Linked DNA regions of Mus musculus: regions 1, 2 and 3 are each linked to region 4. The links are chromatin contacts, called in public HiChIP or PLAC-seq and promoter capture Hi-C maps. All regions are on one chromosome and are shown on one strand. Each heading gives the region's core, a stretch centred on a gene start, on an enhancer-like site or on the middle of the called end of the contact. The rest is flanking DNA. Distances are from core to core; before and after follow the strand shown. Region 1 overlaps Hlcs (holocarboxylase synthetase (biotin- [propriony-Coenzyme A-carboxylase (ATP-hydrolysing)] ligase)). Region 2 overlaps Hlcs (holocarboxylase synthetase (biotin- [propriony-Coenzyme A-carboxylase (ATP-hydrolysing)] ligase)). Region 3 overlaps Hlcs (holocarboxylase synthetase (biotin- [propriony-Coenzyme A-carboxylase (ATP-hydrolysing)] ligase)). Region 4 holds the start of 2410003I16Rik (a long non-coding RNA gene).

What was found. Promoter capture Hi-C pulls out the DNA fragments that hold promoters and counts their contacts. HiChIP or PLAC-seq counts read pairs in DNA pulled down with a chosen protein or histone mark.
Region 1: a contact with region 4 is called in a promoter capture Hi-C map of hippocampal neurons, with 4 times the contacts expected there. The contact joins the enhancer-like site here to the promoter of 2410003I16Rik in region 4. A contact is called at or near these places in 23 of 39 promoter capture datasets (the 3T3-L1 cell line, 3T3-L1-derived adipocytes, the C10 cell line and 15 more), 1 of 484 Hi-C or Micro-C datasets (bone marrow-derived macrophages), 8 of 115 datasets of contacts at active chromatin or transcription factors (T-cell acute lymphoblastic leukemia, acute myeloid leukemia, embryonic basal ganglia and 2 more) and 5 of 9 other capture datasets (adipose tissue, embryonic stem cells, liver and 2 more).
Region 2: a contact with region 4 is called in an H3K27ac HiChIP or PLAC-seq map of embryonic stem cells, with 10 read pairs. The contact joins the enhancer-like site here to the promoter of 2410003I16Rik in region 4. A contact is called at or near these places in 6 of 39 promoter capture datasets (the 3T3-L1 cell line, the HPC-7 cell line, cranial neural crest and 3 more), 1 of 484 Hi-C or Micro-C datasets (bone marrow-derived macrophages), 1 of 115 datasets of contacts at active chromatin or transcription factors (embryonic stem cells) and 3 of 9 other capture datasets (adipose tissue, liver and pancreatic islet).
Region 3: a contact with region 4 is called in a promoter capture Hi-C map of the HPC-7 cell line, with 2.5 times the contacts expected there. The contact joins the enhancer-like site here to the promoter of 2410003I16Rik in region 4. A contact is called at or near these places in 3 of 39 promoter capture datasets (the 3T3-L1 cell line, the HPC-7 cell line and liver), 1 of 115 datasets of contacts at active chromatin or transcription factors (embryonic stem cells) and 1 of 9 other capture datasets (adipose tissue).

The regions. Positions count from the first base shown.
Region 1 is chr16:94,251,545-94,257,785 of GRCm38.p6, forward strand. The region is part of intron 5 of Hlcs (holocarboxylase synthetase (biotin- [propriony-Coenzyme A-carboxylase (ATP-hydrolysing)] ligase)); the gene reads right to left. Among named protein-coding and RNA genes, the nearest start is that of Hlcs, 36 kb to the right of the region's middle. Within about 2 kb of position 3,212, at least 40 of the 459 cell types and tissues checked have an H3K27ac peak or open chromatin away from gene starts, as enhancers often do. A contact at or near this core is called in T-cell acute lymphoblastic leukemia and hippocampal neurons, where this site is marked.
Region 2 is chr16:94,167,272-94,173,549 of GRCm38.p6, forward strand. The region is part of intron 6 of Hlcs (holocarboxylase synthetase (biotin- [propriony-Coenzyme A-carboxylase (ATP-hydrolysing)] ligase)); the gene reads right to left. Among named protein-coding and RNA genes, the nearest start is that of Sim2, 85 kb to the left of the region's middle. Within about 2 kb of position 2,055, at least 6 of the 459 cell types and tissues checked have an H3K27ac peak or open chromatin away from gene starts, as enhancers often do. A contact at or near this core is called in embryonic stem cells, where this site is marked.
Region 3 is chr16:94,141,900-94,147,728 of GRCm38.p6, forward strand. The region is part of intron 6 of Hlcs (holocarboxylase synthetase (biotin- [propriony-Coenzyme A-carboxylase (ATP-hydrolysing)] ligase)); the gene reads right to left. Among named protein-coding and RNA genes, the nearest start is that of Sim2, 60 kb to the left of the region's middle. Within about 2 kb of position 2,027, at least 12 of the 459 cell types and tissues checked have an H3K27ac peak or open chromatin away from gene starts, as enhancers often do. A contact at or near this core is called in the HPC-7 cell line, where this site is marked.
Region 4 is chr16:94,007,656-94,014,135 of GRCm38.p6, forward strand. It overlaps 2410003I16Rik (a long non-coding RNA gene), which reads left to right and starts at 3,000. Exons shown (of 4, transcript XR_003951876.1): 1 at 3,000-3,456; 2 at 3,778-3,855; 3 at 4,200-6,480. It also overlaps a transcript of Cldn14 not described here.

The DNA.
Region 1 (6,241 bases), core at 1,962-4,461, 240 kb after region 4:
GACATTTAAAAGAAAAAGGAAAATATTCTTTAATTGTGTTTAAATTAAGCGCTGATGGGTCTCCAGTCAGGATCTGTTCCAGTATAAAGCTGAAAGTGGCAATAATTATGGTTTGAGGACAGGATGCATCCCAGGGAATTGGTTTGGCTTTGGAGGGCAGAGGGAGGGGGTGAGGGGTGTTTTTAAGCCTGAGAGTTTTCCTCTGCAGGCACACATAAAGCTGAGTTGGAGCCCCAGCAACACAGACGTAAATTCATTCACACACGTGTGCACACTTGGGACTTTTAGTCTAACTGCTTTGCCAATTGCATCATAAACACCTCAGGGCATGGGGAAAGGATGTGGAGGGCATCTCGTCTCTCGTCTTCTGACAGAGAGGGACGACTCTGGGGTTTTGGTGACCGTCTTTTACGAAGGCATCTCCTATGAGAGACTCAGAGTGAAGAACCCGCAGCGCTAGGCCTATGCCCGACACCATGGAAAGAAAACGTTCCAGAGAAGAATCTTCAGAGTTATAGACTTTGGACTTTTAAATATTGTAGACTCAGAGGCTGCAGGAAAAGAGACAAGCACCAGCCATGCATCAAGGTTGCCGACAAGAATACTCTCGTTAACCCAACTTGACACTTTCAGGCAAGGAGATTTAACTATGCCCCTTGTGCCCTCCAAAAGTTAACCACCATTTTTAGAATATGAAACCACTGTCTGGTACATCTTTTAAAAGTTATATTTGCTTATCTGTAGAAATTACAAATGGGAAGGGGAAGCTGATTAAACACACGATATACACATCCGCAGGGAATCCTGTAAATATGTACAACTTCCACATTTTTATTAATTAGTTAAATTTTTTTATTTGTAAGGAACTGAGAAGGGAATAGGTGAGGCCATCCTCTCAGCTTTCTCTGAGAATTTTACTCTTTTATTATTATGGCTTCTAGTTTTAATTTTCTAAACTTTCACTTGTGTGTAGAGGGTAAACTTATTTAATATTTTTTAAAGTTCAGGCTGAAATAAGCCTTAGCCTTAGTTTGCAACGCTGACACACAGAGTGGCCCTCCTCCTGTCCTTACAGACAGGTGATAACTTGCACCTTCACAAACATTTAGAATTTAAATGTCCTGTGCTAAAGCTCGCCTTCACCGTTCCCTCTCTCAGGCAAATGCACACAAAAGAGACTCACACACACACACACACACACACACACACAAACACACACACACAGCACCCCTTACACTGTGACCCTTTGTGAGTCACAGGGAGAGGTGTGACTTCCCTTGGTGTCAGAGGTCTCCAGATATTCCAACAGCATCTCCTTATCCTCGGGGTCAAAGAAGTGCTTCACAGAGACAGGCTGTCCCTCGGGGATCTTATTTTCAGTACAGTTTTAGCTACAGGAGACACACGTTTAAATGGATACATGCACATGCGCACGGCTAACATGAGAAAGTGAAACACTACCAACAGCAATTAAAGCAAATCTTCTAATGGCTGTGCCATTTTCACCTATAAAAGCCATGTTCCTCGGGAGATAAAAATGAGGCACAAACTCTAAAATTGTGTTATGCGGGATACTCTCCCTTATGACCAGTTGGAGCCGGCACTGTAGTCTTTAACTCCAGTATACCCCTCTTCTTCATTGACACATTAAATCTGTATACATTTATAGTGAACAACATGATACCTGACCTGTGTCAGCTATAGATGGGAGTTCTGACCAGCCTTCCTCTGATTACATTACCAAATGCTGAAGGAAGGGAACTTCACGTACTCCCAGCAGGAGCCTAGAAACACAGCCCCCAAACCCTCAGTGCACACAATCTTACACCCACCCACCCCCCAGCCCCCACCCCCACCCCCCGGTGGTAGGACTGAGCAATGGAAGGTCTGCCCAGAATGTATGCTCCGTCTGTAGTAAGTGCCTGGTGGACATACAGACAGGCAGACTAACCTTGGTGGAGTTCCCTGATTTCCTAAGGAAGCCAGAGAAAGGTGCCAGAAGGACCCAGACCAACTGCAGCACCCTGACCCTCTCTGCTGAGGCTTGCCCCCCACCCAGGTACAGCGTCAAGGCTGGCCTGATTGTTTTGAATTTTCATGTTTGTCCAAGATGCCAGCTCTGCCATCAGAGCAACATCCAAATTACTAGCATGGACAGAAAGAGCACGTGATATTCACTCTAATGCATACATTTTCCAAGTGGCCATCAGGTCCCAGATACTCACATTCCTGCACTGACAGGAATTCCTGGCCACAGGGCCAGGCCTTGCCAGTTACCATGGGTGCCTACCACCGGCCACCTTGAATCCAGGTCTCACCTCTGCACCTGATCACAGGGCCTTTTGATGGTGCCCCCTAACCCAGTACCAGTGTGGGCTATCTCCTAGGGATGTGTCTGTCGGACCTGAGAGAGAAAATTCTGCTGGTAAGAACGTTCCGAGATTTAGTAGAAACGGCTTCAGTCGGCTTCCCAGGAGGTAACGAACGGCACAATGCAAACCCGCTCACACATGGCAGCTATTAGGGAGCTAGTGTAGGAGACAGAAAGCATTTGCTCTTGGAGGATTTTTTTATTCCAAATGAGCCTGCTTCCCATCCACAAATCTGTGACTGCATAAACGCTGGATATAAATAGTCTATGGAAACAGAGCCGCCCTTCCTAGCCACGGCGTAACCGTGAGCAAGCGGCTGCAGAGCTGCGTGGACCTCCACCAACCCCTCCAGATCCTACCGTAAAAAAAAAAAAAAAAAAAGTCGGCTCAGAGAAAACCAAAATCATGCGCTGAAACTCAGCAAGGCCTGGCCGGGAAGCAACAGGAGCCGCGTTTGTCTTGTGGGCATCTCCTTCTCCCGTGAGCAGTTCTCTCCTGCCTGATGTTTGCCCTCCAGTGTGGACCCCGAAGGCAGCTTTGGAACATGCTTGTGAGAACAAGATCCACACACAAAGGCAGGTCACCCAGTAGCTCAAAGGCTCCTCGCAAAAACAGCCTGTAAAAAGGAGACTGAGGACAACACCCCGTGAATTCCGCTTTTTGCATTTCGGAGTTAAAAGGGATTGTGTGGCCTTTACACGGGCATTGTACTTGATAACAGGAAGTCAGTCAAAATGAACAAAAAAAAAAAAAAATTCCAGTATTGGTGGGGAGAGAAAGAAGAAAAGAGAGAAAGGTATATGAAAGGCCCTTGAAAACATTCGCAGCTATAAAAGCTTTTAAATGTTGGCTTTAATCTGCCAGCTGCTCTGGGCTGTTCTGTAAAGCAGCCGCCACAAGACCTCAGCAGACGCACGCACACCAGGAGCCACCCAGTGCACCTGGGACCCCGACTTTCTCTCCGATTTGGATCTCCAAAGAAATATTTCTTTAACTGTATTTTAAAGTATTGCTAGAAGTTTGTCCCTTATTTAAGATTCAGAACTAGGCCTAAAGGCCACAGGAGGGAGGGGAGGGCTCCATGTCAAAACTGTGCTTAAAAAAAAAAAAAAAATCTGTCAGGTAGAGATTTTTTTTTTCTTAAATGGAATATTGAAATTTAAAAAGCAACAACACTAGGCACTTTAGGCTCCAAACAGCTAGTTCACAACCTGGGAAGACAGCTCGGCGAGCACAACACTGGCAGGGTGCAGTGGAGAGGCAGTAGCTCTAATGCAGGGGATGCAGCCAGGGGGTCCCTGGAGCTATTAGGCAGCTAGGCTAGCCGAAACATGGGGAGAGCCATGTTCAGGGAGAGACCCTGTCTCCCAACAACAACAACATTACCATTGCATAGAGAAGTGATTGCAGACAGACAGATCTCGGTCAGTCCCTGGCTGCCCCACACGCTTGCCAGGTTAATGCAGCCATACTTGCATATATCACCCCGCAACACAGTTTTGTTTTTAAATACTAAGAAGAAAGAACCCAACTTTCAGGCTGAGGACACAGCTCGGTAATACAATAGTGAGGCCCTGGGTTTGATTCCCACCTAAGTAAATAAGTAAATGAAAGCTCAGGTTCCCCATGCCAGGGATGGACGGATGGATGGACGGGCAGGCAGGCAGGCAGGCAGGCAGGCAGGCAGGCAGGCAGGCACCTCATCCTGCCTATTGGGGAGTCCAGATGAGACCATGAAGCACATTAAGAAGACGCGGTTAGCCAAAAAGCATGTCATCAAGATAAGAAATGACTGTGTCTCCCAAACTGCCCCAGCACCTGGCCCACCCTCATTAGCTCCCAAATATTTGCTGAATGAAGTGGCCAGTGCAGACAGAAGGGAGGTCCCGCATGGAATGACTTAGTCTACATTCTGTCATAAAGCAACAAGACCAGAAGAGAAGCTTGCAGTTCGTGACAGCTATGTGTTAAAACACCACACTAAACACCTTCAATGTGAGCAATTGAAAATGAATTTTCAGGAAGGGATTCCCTGGGCAGAAAGGCCACACTAAGGGCTTTCTGATACATCTACAAATATAAAAAACGATTCTCACCAACAACAGCCAATCACCAACAGGAGCTGGGGTCTGAGGAAGGGAATAGAGTTTCTTTGTTTATGATCTTGGGTTGAATCAAAATGGAATATTGTAACCCTTTTCTGTCTTTAAGCATGTACTGATTCATGCCACGACTCCCACAGCACCGACATCACACACACACACACACACACACACACACACCACCAGCACCACCACCACAATCATGACTCTACCCAGCTGCTTTATCAACAAACTCAGTTGTCGCTTCTTGTTATGGTTACATCTTGATCCCAAGGGCAAGTAACTGGACGCCCTCAAAGAGCTCCTGCCAAGCAGGAGTCCAGCGGGAGTCTCCCAGGTCACCTACACATCACTGCGCCCAGCCTCGTGCACACCTAAGAAAGCAAAACAAAAACAAAAACAAAACAAAACAAACAAACAAAAAAATGTGTGTGTGCTCCCTAACTGAGTGGGAAGCCAGGCCGGGGGAAATCTGCAAACAGCCTGGGTTCCTCACAGCAATGGCAGTTCCCCTTGCTAGAGGTGGGGGGTTCCTCAGAGAAGTGGCAGCCCCCCTGGCTAGAGGTGGGGGTTCCTCAAAGCAATGGCAGCTTCCCTTGCTAGAGGTGGGGGTTCCTCAGAGCAATGGCAGCCCCCCTGGCTAGAGGTGAGGCGTCCATGCTCTTCTGCATCCTCTGGCCACCCGGGAAACATCAACATGTCACACGGACAGGGATGGTATGAGATGGAAGGTGGGGGTGGCTCTAAATCCCAGCTGGCCTAGCCGTTCCACAGGAGCCGCCAGAGACTCCAGTGTGTCCTCCTCCTTGTTGCCCTCCCTCGGACAGAGATTAGAAGGCAGGGGAACAAGACAGTTTTCACTGAAAAAAGAAGTCTGCTTTTATTTATAAAATTATTATCTTTTTACATAAAATAAATGTTTAAGTTTTCCTACACAACATCACAGAAATGGGTTCCTTCTCTGTTTTTTCCTTACAAAATGTGTGTCTCCCACGGCATACCCCACAGTGATGCTGCATTCCTGCCAACACTTCTACTGGATGGAGGGCTGACAGGAAGGCCACCATGTAATGCTAGCCCATAATGTATCTTACATCAAGCGTTCGGCCCGTCAGCCTGACCTTCGCTGGCCCCTGTATGGGTTTATTCATGGAGAAGTAGTGCGGAGGGTTCTGGGTCACCCCAGCAGGAACAGGGCTCCAGTCGTGACTAGTCCAGCAACGCCTTCTGCTCACACGGGTGAGCACCAGTGAGGCACCCACACACCAACCCTGGAGCTCACTAGTAAGCCGGGCAGCCATGACTGTGACATGCCACTCACAGGAGTCAAACAGCCCACTGGCAACGCTACACCCCCTAAACCAGCGGTTCCCAACCCTCCCAATGCTGCGACCCTTTAGTATAGTTCCTCATGCTCTGGTGACCCCCAACCATAAAATTATCTCAATGCCGCTTTATAACTGAAGTTTTGCTACTGTCATGAATCAAAATATAAATATCTGATATGGAGGATATTTGCTACCCAGATTGAGGATGACTGCTCCCAATAATTAAGTCAGATGTCAAATTTCAACCAAGTGTCAGAGTCCAAACAATCAGGTTTTAAGTACATGTGAGAGGCTTCCAAAGTTGATGACACACTAGCTTGTTTTTTTACTTATTAATAACTAGCTTGGCTCAATATGAAAGTAACATACATCTATCATAGACAATTTTGAAAAATATAAAGAAAACTTTGAAGTGTTATTAAATTACATTAAGCTTACC
Region 2 (6,278 bases), core at 805-3,304, 160 kb after region 4:
TATAAACCCCATGAGGCCATGGAATGATCCTTGCTCTAAATAGTTATGTGGTTAATCAGAAAAATTAAATACGGGAAAAGCACACAAGCAGTGTTTTGTACAAACAATTCATTTCCAGTTTTCCTCCTGGCTCCCACCAGGACCTGAGTTCCCTCTGGCATTATCTCTCCTCCTTCACAGAGGTCCCTTTAGCCTGTGTCACGGCAATGGTCTGCCAAAATGCTCTTATTTCCCCTTGATTCGGGAAGGACGCATCTCCTAGAAGTCAGAGTTGAAACTTCTCTTTCGGGATTTCATAGAGACACCCTCGTTCTGTTCCGTTCCCCTGGTTTCTGATGAGAAGTCCAGAATTAATCAGACGCCACTGTTATCTGGTATTACTTCTGTCCTCAGGTTTGCCTGTCAGTCTTAGGTTAACACTCTGAAAGAATCCCCCTGGATTTCAAATGCTACTTTTCTTCTTTGGCACTCTCTGAGCATCTTGTATCTACAAGTTTCTATTTTTCAGCAATTTCTTTAAAAATTGCTATCAAAATTCCTTCAATTATCCCTTCTGCTCCACTTGCCCTTTCTCTTGATTCATTTCCTCTCAACTATAACTACTAAGTGATTTATTTTTTAATCTGAGACAATAGTAGGAGTTGGGAAACAAGGCCCTGGGTTCAATTCCCAGCACTTCCTGTCCTCCAATAAAAAGATATCACACAGGTAACGTGACTGTATTTTCAGCCCCAGAATTTCTGCTCAGCCCTAGGTTTGATCAATTCTCTTTTCCCCCATCTCTCCTTCCTGTAGGCCCAGGGTGGGGGTGGGGTGGGGGCTGCGGGTGTCTTAGCAGCACAGAGAGCCTGCTGTAGCTCACCTCCGGGCTGGACTCAAGCATGTCCCCATTCTCCGAGCTGCCCTTCCTCAGTTCCAGTGAGTGCCTTATTTAGTTTTGTTTCCTAAACACCCTGAGGTGTTAAACTGTGTAGGATCCGGGGTTTGCTACTTTTCTTCTTACGTTATTGGTTCTTCTGCTCTGACTGGCAATTTCCCTAGGCTGAGTCCAATCTGCAATTTCTGTGTCTTGCAGGAAATGGCTCCAAGCACAGTTCAAATCCCTCTGAAGTGCCTGGAGGCTGTATGGCTCAAAAGTCAAAGATGGATGGGGACAGAACCTGGGGTTCCCCTCGATGGCTTTCTCTATCCCTCATCATGTCGTCTGCACTGGACCCTGTACTTACTGGGTGTCGTTCTACCCCCACCTGTGCTGAGGGTGCCTCCCACCTCAGTCCACCTGTTCGCCCCTAGCTAAAAGGTAGCCACTAAGTTACAGTTTCCACGTTGCTTTTGGTGTGAAGGAGGAGGGAGGATTAAAAAGAGCTGTCCCCTCTCCTCGGTCATTCTCCGAGGTAGGAGTTTCCTGATACCATCCTTGACAAGAGGAAGTCAAATCCTTGCAAAATGAGAAATGCAGAGAGAGTAGAAAGTGGCTGACTACAGAACTGAATTCAAGATACACCTGGAAGAGCCTGCTGTGGCAGAGAGGAAGGAATTAGCCAAAGAGGGGAGGCGGAGTTAGACCAGCGGTTCTCAACCTGTGGGTCTCGACCCTTTCTCAGGGGTCGAATTTCCTGCATATCAGATATTTACATTATGATTCATAACAGTAGCAAAGTTACAGCTATGAACCACAGCATGAGGGACTGCATTAAAGGGTGGCAGCATTGGGAAGGCTGAGAGCCACTGAGTTAGAATGAGAACCTGCCCGAAGGGCTCTCATTGGCCAAACCTGGGGCTCGTAATCAAAGAGAATGAATCATGTAGCCAATGATATCATGTTAGATAAAAGCACACTGTTGCAAACTACTGCTTGAAGGAAAGAAAAGATAAAACTTCTTATTCTGAAAACTACTCTTTTTTTTTTTTTCCTGTTTCAAAAAGCTTTATTTTTCACTTGGTCCAAGACTTGGGAGAGGCTCCAGGGCAGTTACAACGCTGCCTAGTGGCCTGGAGGTCCTGAGGCGGGCTGGTGCAGAGCAGAGGAGGGAGGCGCAGAGGCCTCCAAGTTGTGCTTGAGAGTGAGCCGTTCAAAGAGATTCTCCCCTAGAGATGCCTGGGGCGTGCCCGTCTGCGCTGGGTGTGGCCCTGCCAGCCTACGGAGGCTGGTCAGGTGGTCCTCCATCTTCTTGAGAAGCTTCACCTCCTTATCCAGGAAGTGGCTTTCCAAGGTGCCACAGAGATGAGGGTCTGTGCGGGCAGAACCCAGGGCATGCAGATCCAGGAGGGCCTGGTTCAGGCTCTTCTCCAGGGCCAAGGCAGCTTCCATGGCCTCCTGGGTTTCACCCCATTCATCTTGAGATGCCTTTTGCATGTCCTGGAAGAGTGCACGCCCCCCTCGATCATTCTCTGCATATGCAGCAGAGGATGGCCTTGTTGGACATCAATGGAAGGAGAGGCCCTTGGTTCTGTGAAGGCTCAAGAGATGCTCCAGTGTAGGGGAATGCCAGGGTGGGGAAGCGGGAATGGGTGGGTGGGTGGGTGGGTGGTGAGTAACTTTATAGAAGCAGGGGGAGGGAGGATGGTACAGGAGTTTTCCAGACGGGAAACCGGGAAAAGAGATAACTTTTGAAATGTAAATAAATAAAATATCTAATTTTTTAAAAAAAGAAAATGACTCTTTATGAATGAGTAGGTAAAGAATGGGGAACTAATACCAAGGAAAATCAGCAATTTACAAAAGCAAGAAAATAACTGATCCAGGCAAGGACCACGCTGGCTATTGTATTGGAGAACCAAGTCTCATGGTTTGAGACCATGGTCAGCTGACATTTTCTGTCTTAGTCACTCTTCTGTTGCTGTGAGGAGAAGCCATGACCAAGGCAATGCTTATAAAATAAAAGACTTACCAGGTAGCTGGCTTACAGTATCAGAGGCTGAGTCCATTATCACTATGGTGGGGAGCATGGTGGCACATAGGCAGACACGCATGTTGCTGGAGCAGTAGCTGAGAGCTACTCATCATGATTTGCAGGCAGCAGACAGATCAAAACTGGTCCTGGCATGGGCTTTTGAAACCTCAAAGCCCACCCGCAGTGACATATTTCCCTCCAACAAGGCCACACCTCCTAATCCTGCTAATCTCTTCATTGAGTCCCACTGCTCTGGTGACTGAACATTCAAATATAAGAGCCTGCGAGGGCCATTCTTATTCAAACCACCACACCCTCCTTTAGGAAGTGAGGTGAGACAGCTGTCTAGGACCAGGAGGTGGAGGATAAATGCTCACCAGGAAGCAGAGAGATGGGAAGGGACCAGGACCCAGTAAAACCTCGGAGTTGCCTTTCCCTCTGTCCTGGTTCCACCCACCAGGCCCCAGCTTGTGAAGTTCCCACCGTCTCCCAAGGCAGCAGCTGGGGACCAAACCTTAACCACACAGCCTAAGGAGGGCATTTCAGGCTCGGACCTTCACAACCACAATGGCTTACCCGAAAGGCGGTTTCTATGTATAATGGAGGAGCCCACACTTACTGCCTTCACCAACAGGGCAGGCTCACATGCTAACAAGACTGAAGTAAGTGGGGCGCCTCCTTACTCAGGGCGTTCTGAACAGAGTCAAGTTCTTGGTCTTAACCTCTGACGTACAAGATGCATCCAACTCAAAATGTAGCTGGTGTAGTTTTTTGTTTGGGGAGGGTCATTTGTTTGTTTGTTTTTAAAGCTGATTAAGGAAACATAAGTACGGCAGTGCATAACTGTGGCTGCATCTCGGTTAGAAGTATACAGTCACACAAGACACTTCATACAGCTGAAGAATTTGAACACAGACTGGACACCAACGAGCCAATGTTTCTATGAGCATCATGCTCACCCAGGAAGGAATTCTTACTGGTAAAAAAAAAAGCATGGTAGAGCCAGCAGGAGTAGTATTTCCTCGAAGCAGGTCAAAATATGAATCGCTGCAGAATCTATGTGTGCTATAAACTGCTGTTCACTATACCATTTCTTCAACTTCCCAGAGTGTTTAAACCAGTACTTGTAAAATGTGGGGGGAAATCTATTCTACTGTGTGGTAAGGTCATGGCTTAAAATTGGGGATTAAATCCAGAGTGGAGTGGTTTTCATGGCTCATCCTGTATTAGTGCAGAGGGCAACAAGCTGGTTTCTTTCCACCACTCTCTCTGCTTTGACAGTGCCTGGGTAGAGAAAAGTGACTCGCAGGTGGCACCTACCCATCCCAGGCCGGCATGACTTGTTAACTCTAGTCTAGGAACAGCCCCTGTAAGAGGCACTCCAATGTTATTACTTATTCCTGGTGTCCCCACCCTGACCTACAATATTCCAGATAACAGAGGAAGCACTGGGGACAGACAGACTAGACACCTTGCCAGCCTCCAAGGGACTGGAGTCTCTGGCCACAGAGAAGAAAGTAAGCCACTATAAGTCAGTAGGACCAACAGGATGATGATTCACTCCGGGAGGAGGGGGACACAGTTTTGCTCAGGGCTCCCCAAGAGCCCAGTGGACGGATGTCCCCCTACTGCCTCAGGAGGGCAGGCATGGTTTCAAGCACATAGGTAAGATGTCTAGCCTCACAGACATGGATTCCCTACTCAGTCTCCCTCTGTCTTTAGTGCTGCAAACCACTGCAGAGCAGCAGCTTAGAAAACCCTGCTGCTGGTCTGGCTCATACCTGCAGTGGCTGGGGCAGCTTTATCAGGGGCAGAAGAGCCACATCAGCATGGTGTGGTTACAGCATGGTGACAGGCCGCCAAGGTGGTGGCAGTTGGAAACGTAGCCAAAGCTGCATGGGATTTGATTCCTCCTCATAAAGCTGTGTGGTCTTCTACAGTGTTCCAAGAGAGCAGATATGGAAGTTGTCAATTGCTTAAGACCCACGTCTGGGATGCCAGCAGTCGTTGCTGACCCAGAGCCCAAACTCAAAGAGGGGGAGACACACAGTTAAATCTAATTTTGAAATAACCCTGCAAAAAAAAAAAAAAAAAAAAAAAAAAAAAAGGCAACATCTTGCTATGTAGGCCAGGCTGGCCTCAAACTCACAGTGATCCTCCAGCCTCAGCCTCCTAAATGCTGACATTACAGGCATTTGCCACTTTGTCCAGTTTTGAAATGCTCTGTGTAAGGGGACACATTTACTTTAAACCATTAAACATATACAGGTCAATATCCAGCCACACTGTAACACAACAGAACCGATCTACTTTAAAAGGATACATTTACCTTACACCTGCAAACATAGACACATCAATGTCTAACCACATTATAACACAACAGTCTTTGCTACCTGGAACTTGATACAACAACACAGGCTTCCCTTACAAAGTCAAGCAAGGGCTCTAGAAAAAATGTACATCATTTCACAGTACAAGAACCAACTACTATAAACCAAATGCTCTTTCTCCCAACCTTCACCATTGCTTGCACTCACCTAGGCAGAAAGGGAACATGGAAAGGAATCAGGTGTGATCATCGGTTTCAAATTACCCACAACACTGCAGGGAGCCAAAGATTGTCCAGTGAACTCTGATAGATGGGACTCATGGAAGCCAACTGTGAGGGAAGTCCCGGGAGCCTAGTGGGAGAGTGGGTGGAGCAAAGGTACACGTTAACTGCGCTCTCTCACCTATTTTGAATTCAAAGCTTTATTAGATGAAGCCATTAAGAGAAGGCAAAAATATTTATACATGAAACAAATCCAGACTATATGTAAATCAAATCTCACGTAGTAAGTCTTAAGTGGGAATAATAAAGACAGATTTTAAGAAAGGTTTAGGTCTGGGGTGTAGCTCAGTTGGTAGAGTATTTGCTAGCATTCAGGGAGCCCTGGAGTCAATCCTCAGCACCACATATGCTAGGCATGGTGGCACACACCTGTAATCCTAGCACTGAAGTGCACTTGTGCACCGACAGGGAGGTTCAAGGTCATCTTTGACTATGCAGAGAATTAGAGGCCAACCTAGGACACATGAAATCCTATCAGAAGGAGAGATGGAGGGAGGGAGGCAATTTGGTTGAAGAGCTTAGTTCCAAATTCTCCAACATGTTGCCAGTGGAGAGACAGAGGCCCTCTTGGGGGCCTAGGCATCCATGGAAAATATCTAGATTCCCTGAGACTGACATGATGAACAAAAATATGGGTGTGTGTGTGTGAGCACTCGTGCCTCTCACTGAGATAGGTACAAAGATTCAGGTTCAGTTTTTTGGAAGAAATGTGGTTCTGAAGTTCAAATAATTTACAGAGGCCAAGTCTGGGGAACTGTCCTCTGCTTTCTTCA
Region 3 (5,829 bases), core at 777-3,276, 130 kb after region 4:
TGCAGTAAATAAATCAACACCTTTTGAGAATTCCCAAGAACCCTGGGTCTGTTTGGGCTTCGGGTCTGCTTTTAGAACAGTTTCACCGAAAAGAATGCAAACGCCTCTTTGGGGTTAAGTGGCAAAGCGTAACCGCATGCATCTCTACCTGACTGGCTGATATCTGGGGCAAAGGAAAACGAGCACACGTCCCAGAGCCCTTCACTCCCAGGGTCTCCTCCAAGTCTTGCTCTCTGCATTTTATTTCCATGCTAAGACACTTCTCCATCTTCCCGAAGTTGCTGATTTGGCATCAATCGGATATAGTTCAGAGCAGGAGGTATTAATGGCCAAAGCCAAGCTCTCTCTCTCTCTCCCCCCCCTCTCCCTCCCACTAAATATATCTAAATATATCTATCAATCATCTATCTATCTATATGTGTGTACTTATATATGTGTGTATGCATTTATCTATTGTGAATCTGTCTGTGAATCTATCTATCCATCCATTCATGTATGTATGTACTTATATATGTATGCATGCATCTATGTAGATATCTATATATCTATTTATGCATATCTATATATATGTATGTATGTGACATGTATATGTATGTATCATCTATCAATCTATGTGTACTTATATGTGTGTGCATCTATTATGAATCATCTTTCTGTGAATATCTTTCTTTCTTTTCTTTCTTTCTCTCCCTCCCTCCCTCCCTCCCTCCCTCCCTCCCTCCCTCCCTCCCTCCTTCCCTTCCTTCCATCCATCATCATTTGTGGGAGAACAGGGGTTGAGCAGGGCAGAGGACAAACTGGTATTGTGTATTAACAAGAAGTTACATGTCAGTCTGAAGCGTTCCTCAAGATTCTTGCAAGCAGTGCCCCTTAAAGCAAGCCTGTGCCCTGCGTAGCTCCCCACCCTCTCCTGCAGGCTAAAAGAACCCCTAAGGGAAGGAAACTGCTTAAAAAACACCCCTTCCCACTCCCGCCCGCCCAACACCCGCTGCCTCCTGTATCCCTGAAGTGTGTAGTACTTGCATAGGGGAGGAAGCCTATCATTTCTTTTCGTGCAAAGACTATGTTGGGCAGGGTCTGGCTGGTGCAACCGTGGGTCTTCCTCACAGCTGCAGGAGCAGAACAAGGCATTCAGGAGTAACCCAACCTGTGCCAATACACGTGAAACACATCCTCACAGTATTTCTCTTGGACACTATGAATCACTCCTTGAGGTGGAGTATGCCTGCCCACCCCTGGGTGCCAAGAATAAAATGTCTTTTGCTTGTCCTGGACAAGGGGGAAATTGTAAGAAGGAGTCTCTGTCTTACAGCAGGGTTAACATTGTCATTTAGTGTCTCCTGTTTCCTAGAGGGTCCCATTCCCGAGTCTGGGTTCCCGGGGTAAATGGAGGAGGGGGGAGGGGGATGGGAGGAGGGGGAGGGGGATGGGATTGAGTATTCTGTGAACGGACTGCAGAAGCTCTCAGAATGGTGGGTAATGTACAATGCTCTTTAAACACGTGGACCTTAGATGTTCAAGCGCTACGTACACCCAGCAATGGAAAGGGGTGGGGGCAGGGCCACAGGAACATGAGTGGCTCAGAAACCAAATGCGGACTTTTAGAACAAAGAGGAGTGATTAAGGGAGCGTACACACCAAACTGCTAGGGGTTTGGCAGCACTTAACAGACCATGCTAACGAGCAGAGTGAGTCCATGCTGCTGAGGCCAAGAGGAAACTCTGCAACAGAGACAGGGGAGGAAGGAGCTAATGCCTGTGCGAGACAACTGGAGGCCGCCAGATTTATTTGTGCTATCTGAGATAACTCTGGGGGCCAAGCCGCACAGCTCACGGTCGACAAAGGAGCATTTATGAACTTTGTCAATGCTGCGTTTCTGAAAATGAAGCTGCTGCAGTCTGCTTTAAGTAGAGAAAAAGCAACCGTGGATAGATGCCATCCTTTCTTGATGCCCTTGTACCAAAGGGATGCTGAAGAAAAGCCCTGCTTGTGCTGAGCCTGAAACTTCTGCAGCCCTGTACGGGATCTCTTTGCAGTCCAGATGATCTAATCCCCACACCGAGTGCTCTGATTACAGAGGACAGCACAGGGGTGCTCCGAGCAGACTGGCCAATAGGAAAACTAAAACAGCGAGCAAAAGTTTAATTGAGATGCAGCCCATACTGGTGGGGATCTGGCGCAGCCACGTTCATCAGTTAGAAAAGCAACAGTCTGGGAAAGATCTATTGGAACAGTTAGCTGAGTCACAGTGTGAGGACCCAGAAGGACAACTGGTGATCATTATAACAAGAGCTCTGACACACAGACACACAGCGTACCCTCAGAGGGTACGCTGGCCCCAAAGTGCACACTGAACAGCAAAGTTCAAAGGTAACACATGAATTTATCCAACTTACGGGAACTTAAAAAAAAAAAAAAAAAAGAGGCAGGGGCAGTCGGATCTCAGAGTTCAAGACTAGTCTGGTCTACAGAGCCAGTTCCAGGATAGCCAGGACTATACAGAGAAACCCTGTCTCAACAAATAAATACACACACACACACACACACACACACACAATCTCAACAGATATGTAGATAAACTGTGAAGATGGCAGGGTCAGACAGTAAGAGCCTAATAAATGCACACTGACCACCATAAGCAGACCTTCCCGACACCCATGGATGCCAGCTTTGTCATCTTTTACTACCTTCTGACTCAGTAACTATGTTGCCTGCTTCTAGAACTGAATCCTAAGGAGTACTCTGAGAAGAAAAAGACTTCTGAGTTCTAACTATTTTCTTTTGCTCCCGCTTTCTACTTTGTATTGAGATATAACCTCCAACCTATGAAGTGCACAAATCTTTTTTTTTTTTTTTTAATTTATAAAATGCACATGATTGTTTGTTAAGGCAATGCTATGGTCAGAGATCAGAAGGACTGACCGCCCTGCTAGAACAAACGCATGAGAGAAAGAGTTGAGTGTTTGCCTGTAGTTCTAGTCCTCGGCAGCCTGAGGCATACAAGCAAACAGTGAGTCCTTTTTCGTCTTCATCCCATGCGGCCATCCCTTCTGCCCATGTGATCAGGCTTGGTGGTGATCCCGACTTCACTCCCTCCCACCAATTGTTGTTCCTTTTACATGTTATAAAGTTGTTAGTTAGGGGTGTGTGTGTGTGTGTGTGTGTGTGTGTGTGTGGCTTTGTCTTAGTTACTTTCTACTGCTGTGATAAGACACCAAAGCCAAAGCAACTTAATTGGGGTTTCAGAGGGCTACAGAGTCCATGCTGGCGGAGAGAATCTTTTGAAACCCCAAAGCCCTCTCCCCATGACATATCTCCTCCAATAAACCCACTCCCAACTCTTCCCAAACTGGGGACCAAGTATTCTAATCTACGAGCCTGTGGGGGCATTCTCACGACGCTCTCCCCCACCCTCCGTCCCTTCTAGCTGGACTGCACCTCTATGATAAAAAAACAAGCCAAGCCTCAGTTGTCTCTATTCTCTCATGACCCCCTCTGCACATGGTAGGCACATGCCTGCTTTCTTCATTCTCTCTCTTCCTTAGAGAGAGCTGCCACCTTGGACCTACATCATTCTCTCTGTCTCCCTCCTTCCACTCTCTAATCTCTGGTGTAGGCTGGGCATATTTGGCACATCCATGAGGTCTCCCTCATTCCTGTCTGCTCACTGCTGTGTGGTGCAGAACTCGACACTGATTCATCATTTAGGTGTTCTCAGACCTTGATCACATGTATGGAGACACAGTCAGGGTTGCACCTAAAGTGTCGGAGGTGGGATGGCGGTCAGAGAGCAAGGGCTCGTGTGACTTTGTGAGATATGCCCAGACACTCCTGACCTACTCATGGACCAATTAGAGATGACCTTCATTCCCCCACATCTTCACTGATGGCTTACGACACTTGTGTGTGCATGGGGCATCCAGTTAGGACCTGTGCATTTGTCTTTTGCCCATTTAAGGAGTTCTTATGTGTTTGGGAAATGATCTATGCTATCTATTGCAAATATTTTCTTCTAGTTTGTTATTTATCATTTAATTTGGCTTATAGTCTTCTACTACTCCCTTTTTTTGCCTCTTGTTTTTGCTTCATGGCTAGAGGTTCTAGAGACTCTTTCCCCATCCCTGAGTCATACAGGAATTCACTGGCTTCTTGTGTGTGGATGTGTTCCTGCCCCGGTGAGAGTTCCTTCCTGAGGAGGATAAGACTTTGGTACAGGCCTGGCTTTTTATTTTTCCAATTCCTGACAGTTTGTCTCAGAACTGTTGGTTGGGAAACCTTTTGTTAATAGATGTGCTCCCCACCCTTGCCGTGGAGGTGTGGGACCCCTCCTTCATTTGGTACAGGGTCTAATGTACTCGGGGCTGTCTCTGGAAGGGATTCCTTCTCTGTTGGCGTTGGTCACCATCCCTAACTGTGCTGACGTCACACAGCTTTAGTTACCAAGCACGTCTCAGTACCCGGTGAGCCCCGTCCTCCACACTGCTCTCCTCAGGCCTTTGCAGATATTGAGGGTTTCTGTCTGTCTGTCTGTCTGTCTGTTTTGTATAAATACACTTTCTAAATTAATTTGAGAATTGCAGCGTTTGTGAAGACAAGTTGCCCTGTGAGCAAGGAGTCTAATGTTGCATAAATACATCTCTTTAGGCATTCCTGTCAGGTTCTTTGCTGTTGTAAATACATATCGCAATATTTCACAGTTACTACCTGTGATAAAATCTACTGATTGCTATGGGCTAATTTTATATCCTGCCCCGAATGAATTCCTTCATTGCTTAAGTTAGAGAATTACCACTCCTCTAAGATTTCACAGCAGGCCATCATTGCATCTGCGCACACAGTTCTACTTATTTTCCAGTTATGCCTCGAGTAGGCATTAGGTTCTGTGATGCCAACATGAAAGGGTTCCCGCTACTTTTGTTTTTTGGGCTTTTTGTTTGTTTGTTTGTTTTTTGTTTTGTTTTTTCCAGACAGGGTTTCTCTGTATAGCCCTGTCTCTCCTGGAACTCACTTTGTAGACCAGGCTGGCCTCAAACTCAGAAATCCTCCTGCCTCTGCCTCCCAAATTCTGGGATTAAAGGCGTGCGCCACCACTGCCCCGGGGTTCCCACTATTTAGCCTACCAGCAGCACAGCACTCAATTAGATCTCACTAAGATCTCAAGAACAAATGAACCACCGAGCCATGCAGAAGGGTAGCTCCAACTAGTAATAGTGAGTGGGCTCTTTGGCTCTTCGAAATATCCTTCAAGGTTTTGGACAGTACACAGCTCTCTGGTGCCTTTTACTGAGCCAGTCCTTAAATGCCCCCAAATGGTCCCAGGTATCATGACCATGTGGTCACATTTTATGGCTGAGGAAGTGGAGGTTTGGGGGGTTGGGGGCTGGTTCACTACAGAAGACCTGCTGTTTTGTCTTGGGATCTTGATATGTAGCCAGGATAGCCTTGGACTTGAGATCCCCCTGCCTCAGCCTCTCTGCTCTCTCTCTTCACCAGTGAGATGTGAAGACAGGAACGCCATTGGTCAGTCTCCTCAAAGGCACCTGTGTTAGTTTAACAGTTCTGGGGAGCTGTAGGTTTCCTGGAACGTTCTGTGTAATCAGCCCTAAACCCGAGGAAGGAATCTCTTTTATTTTAAACAACTGAAATAAGATCTTAAATTTTCAAAAATTAAACGCCACCAAATTTGTGGTGAAGTTCATTTTTCCCCCTATGAGTCTGGGAAGTTGTTTTTCCTGTTTCTATGAATTTTGGTCCCCCACCCCACCCCCATCTCCTTCCCTTCCTCATTCCTCCTTTCTTTAAAGACAGGGTCTCACGTGGAGCCCAGAG
Region 4 (6,480 bases), core at 1,750-4,249:
CTCACGTCGCCTGTCTATACCATCTTACTTCATCTCAACCTCGGCTCTGTGAGGTGAGGACTGACTTGTTTCCATTTTACAGGTGAGCGGCAAAGGAGGTTAAATAGCCATTAGAATCCAGATGGCTCGGCCTCCAGGACCCTTATTCTTGGTCGGGGTCCTGTACAATTTCAGGGCCCTTCCAGCAAAGGAGAACAAGCCCGCCAGCATCTGGCTGCTGCGGTCATGTTTGTTAACAGAGATGGCCCTGGGATTGGAGGCCTTGCTCACGGAGAACCTAAGCAACGTTCGTCAGCGTAGACATTATCAAACACAAGTCACATTGGTTTATGGATCATTAACTAAACCTCTGGGTTTAAACCTGGTTTTAATTCCTGCCTGAACAGAGAAGCTGCCTTGCTGCTGGGGTACAAATAACTTCACCACCCCCTTTCCAGTGAGATGACCCTCGGATGAGTGTCTGTGCAACTCATCAGTGGACATTACGGTGAGACATCAGTGGAGAGTCTCAGTCACATCAGGTTTTCTGTTTTCTGGACCCAATCTGGCCAGCAATGGCCATGAAAGCCAAGCCAATATAACCCAAATCAATCCTTCTATCTCCATGTCTTTCTCTGGTCTTCCCTTGAGCTCGGCTGGATACACTAATGGCTGCAGGTTCTAGGTACCCATAATCACTTACTAAAGCAAGTCAGAGAATTAATCACCAGCCTGATCTGCTTCACCGAGACATGGGTTCTCCTCCCTTCCCTCCTTCTGTGTCTTTCCTCTCTCACCTTCCTCCATCCCACCGCCCCACCTACAATTTGGACTGTCCGTGATGGGGAGAGAGACACAAATACCCAACCAACGTCAGAGACGGTACTCACAGTGTTGACGCGTCCCCCTCCGGGTCCAGAACTATATCCAGGTGCCTGTCTGGAACTCCACTTGAACATCTTATGGGGTTTCTTGCTCAGGTGCCCCTGGCTCCTGCTTCTGCCTGGCAGGTTGTATGAACCACAGGGCAAGTTTCCCCAGGTCACCTTTCCCACCAATCAGATCCACCTGACTTTCCTCTCCTTCCCAAGGCTGCTAGAAACTTTGCTGGTGCCCAAGATGCTCGGGCTTCCCACAGCCCCGGCCTGAGGCGCACCTAGTTTCAGCTATCAACGCTGCCCTTTCAGAACATGCCATTCCGACTCTGTCCTTTTTAAAAAGGGGCCAGTGTCTCGCTCAGCCGGCTCATAAAGTCTCTGTTCTCCTAACAAAAGGCCAATCGAGTCCTGAGAGCCTTTCCCTGACGTCTCTGCAGCTCAAATGACCTGTTTTCTTAGGCCTCATTGTTGCCCGTCACCGCTGGTGACACTTGGTGTCCAAATTCAGAAGAAAGCTCAGATTGAGAACAGTACTAAGAAATGGGAAAATAGCCAGAGGAAAGTCAAGGCAGTGAGGCGGTTCCGGGAAGAAATACAGTTGGTGGAAGGGGTGGCATCGATCGATGGATCGATGATTGTATTAGAGAAGGATGAGATCAGAAGTGGCCAGAGAGGCAGCTCTGTCCAGGTGGCAAGAAGAAACGCACACACAAGAAGTGTCTCCTTAGGTGAGTGGGGAAGACACAGCAAGGCTGAGAGGGAAAGACAGAGAGACTGAAAGTAAAGATTAACTTGTAAATGACTTTATTGCCAGGGGAATTGTCCCCCATCACCTGGTCACTGCCCAGGTCACCTCCATGGTGTGTTCATCTCCACTGAAGCCTGGGGTCTAGATAGGTCTTGTCCAGCAGAAGACAAGACTCACATTAGTCCACACTTGCTTAAGGCTGGGCATGCACACTGCTTCCCGTTTCTTCAGCCACTCGGTCTACCTACTACCCAAGCTTATCAATACCACATGCACAAGACACTTTGGTATAAGAGACTCCACCCTGGCACCAGGGAAAGGCAGGCAGATTGTGAAGCTAAGCAGCCTGCAGGCACACGGGCCAGCTGGGTCCCAGCTCTGTTCCCCATTATGAATGACCTTGCATATGTGTCTTGTGCCTGTTTTGATCTTTAAAGTGAGCTTAGAAATACTGACAGACAAGGACCTGGAGAGTGCTTCGTGGGTAAACTGTCGTGCAAGCATAAAGAAAAAGCTGAGCATGGCTATGCATGCCTGTCACCCCCGGGTGGGTGGGTGCAGGGAGACAAATTCCGGAGCTCGACCAACCGGCAGCCAAGCTGGCTCAGTGAGAGACCCTCTCTCAAAAAGTAAGGTGGCTAGCAACTGAGGGGGACACTTGATATTGATCTCCACAGACAGCGCACAGGTGCACAGGCTAGCTGAGGAGCACAGACTAACTCATACATGCACATATACTAATTAAAGTCCCTCAGAGAGTCAATAGTGTGGTTCGACTTCAAGACCATTCCCTAAACAGAGTACCCCCTTGGCAGTGGGTTTTTTTTTTTTTTCCTGTCTATTTAGGTCTCCAGCTAACGAAATGAGGCCACCTACATCATGGGCATAATGCCCTCTGCTGTCTACTGTATCGATTTAACTGTGCTGGCTAGTTTTTATGTCAACTCAACACAAGCTAGAGTCACCTGAAAGGAGGGAGCCTTGATTAAGAAAGTGCCTCGGTAAGATTCAGCTACAGGGGATATCTTGATTAGTGATTGATGGGGGAGGGCCCAGCCCATTGTGGGCGGGGCCATCTCTGGGCTGATGGTCCTGGTTCTATAAGAAAGCAGGCTGAGCAAACCATGGCGAGCAAGCCAGTAAGCAGCACCCTTCCACGGCCTCTGCATTAACCCCTGCCTCCAGGTTTCTGCCTGCCCTGAGACAGAAACAAACATTCTCACAGAAACATCCAGGATAACTTTTGGACTCATATCTGGATCATGCCCAACCAAGTTGACACACAGAATGAACTGTCCCCAAGGCATGTTTGCCCATGTGACCCCAATAACGAGCTCTATGCTTGTTTGTCTTTAGGGACCGTGTGTTTAAGGAAACAATTTCTTTACTGAATGGTGCTTCATTTGGTAGACCATTCTTTGGGACTGTTGTTCCTCCCAACACCCTCTGGGAACTATGTGCAACGGCAAACAGCTGAGAAGACAAGGAGGCCCAGGCTAGGTGGCCAGGCAGGTGCCTGATGCTGCTGAGATGACAAGGAGGCCCAGGCTAGGTGGCCAGGCAGGTGCCTGATGCTGCTGAAAAGACAAGGACTCTTCCCCACCCCACCTCACCCATGTTAGGTGGCCAGGCAGGTGCCTGACACTGCTGTCCTCTGGGGAGGTGTAAAATTTCCATTAGAAAAATGCAAGGAGGCTGGCCCTGGTGGCACAAACCTTAAATCCCAGCACTCAGGATGGAGAGACCGGCAGATCTCGGAGTTTCAGGCTAGTTAGAACTACGCAGTAAGACCCCGTCTCAAAAACAAACAAACGAGCAAGAAGACGAAAAAGGAGGAGGAAGAGAACTAAGGTGAGGAGGAGAAGAAGAAAGGAAAAAGGAACGCACCAGGCAAACGGGAAGAGGGTGAGCCGGTGCAGCAGGCCCTCGAGGACTGACCACGGTGTGAGATGGATAGCAGGCAGGGTGATGGATGAAGACACCAGCCTGTAGCTAGCTTGAAGAAGGGGCAGACATATATCTGAGCTATAAATCTCAGAAGGAGAAGCAGAGATTAGGAGCGAGAAACAGGGGCTGAGCTGTGCTTTCTGAGTGAACACACTGAAGAAGGGGGAGATTTGCACCACTGCAGCAGACTTTTTTTTTTTTTTTTTTTTGTCTTTTACTCTGAAGTGCCAAGAACTGGAAGAGGAAGTATGTTGCTGCGCTGCAGAGTTGCCGTGGCAATGGGTCAGCAGCAGAAAGAAACAGGTTGGGAGAAAGGCTCCATTTCTGCGCGGGGGTAGGGGGGGTAGGGGACAAGGGGGGGCTAGAGGGGGCAGGAGACAGGATGAGGAACAGATGGGGAAAGCAGTCACTGAAGTCACAGAGGCAGCAGGAGAGTGAAGTAAAAACCAGGCTGGATCGTGGGGGAGGGACATGAGGGGGGGGGTGATGTCGGGGCGGGGGGTGCAGAAATTACACCCAAAGTCAAATGTGGTCCTCAGTTTCTGCTCGCCTCCCCCTTCCCTACCTATGCGTTTCAAGGCATCCTAGTGTGTTTTGTGAGGTTTCTTATTGCTAATCCGACATTCACCACTTTGTCTTTGACCCAGGTTCTGCCCTCAACAGACCATCTGTTAGGAAGGGACCTTAAATCTCCAAGAAAGGAAGTCTCTAGAGATAGGACATTCCATTCTGTTGGAGTTTAAATTTGGTCCCAGAGCAACAAGACCTGCTTTGGAGCCTCCAAACCTCAGGACTCCACAGTTCTCAAAAAGACAGCCGAACGGCTTCCTGGAATCCCGTGTGAGCTGTCAGCTCTGCAGCAGTGTAAAGATGCTGGAGCATCCTCCAACCGCAAGCCAAGGACCACAAAGCCTTGCGTATCACCTTGGCTTTCTTACAGTGAGTGGGTGATTGAAATGACAGACTCTCAGCCCATGTGCTTAACTGCTTGAGGTTAGACCTGGGGAGACTGGGCTAAGGGAGAGATGATGCAAACCCACTTACAAGGAGAATGGCCTTGAGTTCTGAGTGACCTTGGGGTGGGCAGCCTGGTCGTCAGAGTAAGCCAGTGGACTTTATGTCTTTTTTTTTTTCTTTTTCTTTTTTAATTGGACATTTTCTTTATTTACATTTCAGATATTATCCCCTTTCCTGGTTTCCCCTCCGGAAAAGCAACCTCCCCACTCTTCCCACTCACCAACCCACCCACTCCTGCTTCCTGGTCCTGGCATTCCCCCACACTGGGGCACAGAGCCTTCTTAGGACCAAGGGCTTCTCCTCCCACTGATATCCGACTAGGCCATCCTCTACTGCATATGCAGCTGAAGCCATGAGTCCCACCATGTGTGCTCTTTGGTTGGTGGTTAGTCCCGGGAGCTCTGGGGGTACTGGTTAGTTCATATTGTTGTTCCTCCCATGGGGCTGCAAACCCCTTCAGCTCCTTGGGTCCTTTTTCTAGCTCCTCCATTGGGGACCCTGTACTCAGTCCAATGGATGGCTATGAGCATCCACTTCTGTATTTGTGAGGCACTGGCAGAGCCTCTCAGGAGAGAGCTATATCAGGCTCCTGTCAGCAAGCACTTGTTGGCATCCACAATAGTGTCTGTTTTTGGTGGTTGTTTATGGGATGAATCCCCAGGTGGGGCAGTCTCTGGATGATCATTCATTCAGTCTCTACTCCATACTTTGTCTCTGTAACTCCTTCCATGGGTGTTTTGTTCCCCTTTCTAAGATGCATTGAAGTATCCACACTTCGGTCTTTCTTCTTCTTGAGTTTCATATGGTTTGTGAATTGTATCTTGGGTATTCCAAACTTCTGGGCTTCTTATCACCACTTATCAGTGAGTGCATATCATGTGGGTTCTTTTGTGACTGGGTTACCTCACTCACGATGATATCCTCCAGATCCATCCATTTGCCTACAAATTTCATAAATTTATTGTTTTTAATAGCCGAGTAGTACTCCATTGTGTAAACTTACCACATTTTCTGCATCCATTCCTCTGTTGAGGGACATCTGGGTTCTTTCCAGCTTCTGGCTATTATAAATAAGGCTGCTATGAACATAGTGGAGCATGTGTCCTTCTTACATGTTGGGTATATACCCAGGAGAGGTATTGCTGGGTCCTCAGGTAGTACTATGTCCAGTTTTCTGAGGAACTGCCAAACTGAGAGGACTTTGTGTCTTACAGAAAAAGCTCTCTGATCAAGGTGTGGCTGAGACTGGAGAGCATGGGTGTGGCTGAGACTGGAGAGCATGGGTGTGGCTGAGACTGGAGAGCATGGGTGTGGCTGAGACTGGAGAGCATGGGTGTGGCTGAGACTGGAGAGCATGGGAAATATCCAGGCTATGTGGCTTCAAAGGTGGCCAACTCTGGGACAAGTTGTTACTCTTGCTATCCTCCTGCTCCGGATCAAGGACAGACTGAAGAAAACCTGGGTTTTGCTTCATTATCTTTCTACACAGGACACCCCTTCTGCCTGCCGGGTCCTTCAGAAGACTCCCCGGAGTCCCCTCTCTATTCGGCTGCTTGCTGGTGAAAAGGTCAGCTTAGGAACTTTGGGAAGGTCATGGAACACTTGCCTCTACAGAAGGGAGAGGCCAATTAACATTTCTCAGACCACAGGGCGGGAACTGACCTGCGGGTGGGGACACATTCCTCAGGACGGACTGTTGTCCACCTTCAGACAAGGGAAGTCCTTGTCACCTCATTCCCTAAAGACCACTCAGTTTAAAGGGTGCACTGTTCCGCCAATCATCTTGTGCCTAGTTGCTGATGCTCTATTCTGCCCCTGGAAGCCATATAAAAACTTGCCAACTGGGTGCTGGGGTTGCCACCTCTTGTTCGGGTCTGGGTTGACCCCAGTGCACTGGAACAATAAATTCCT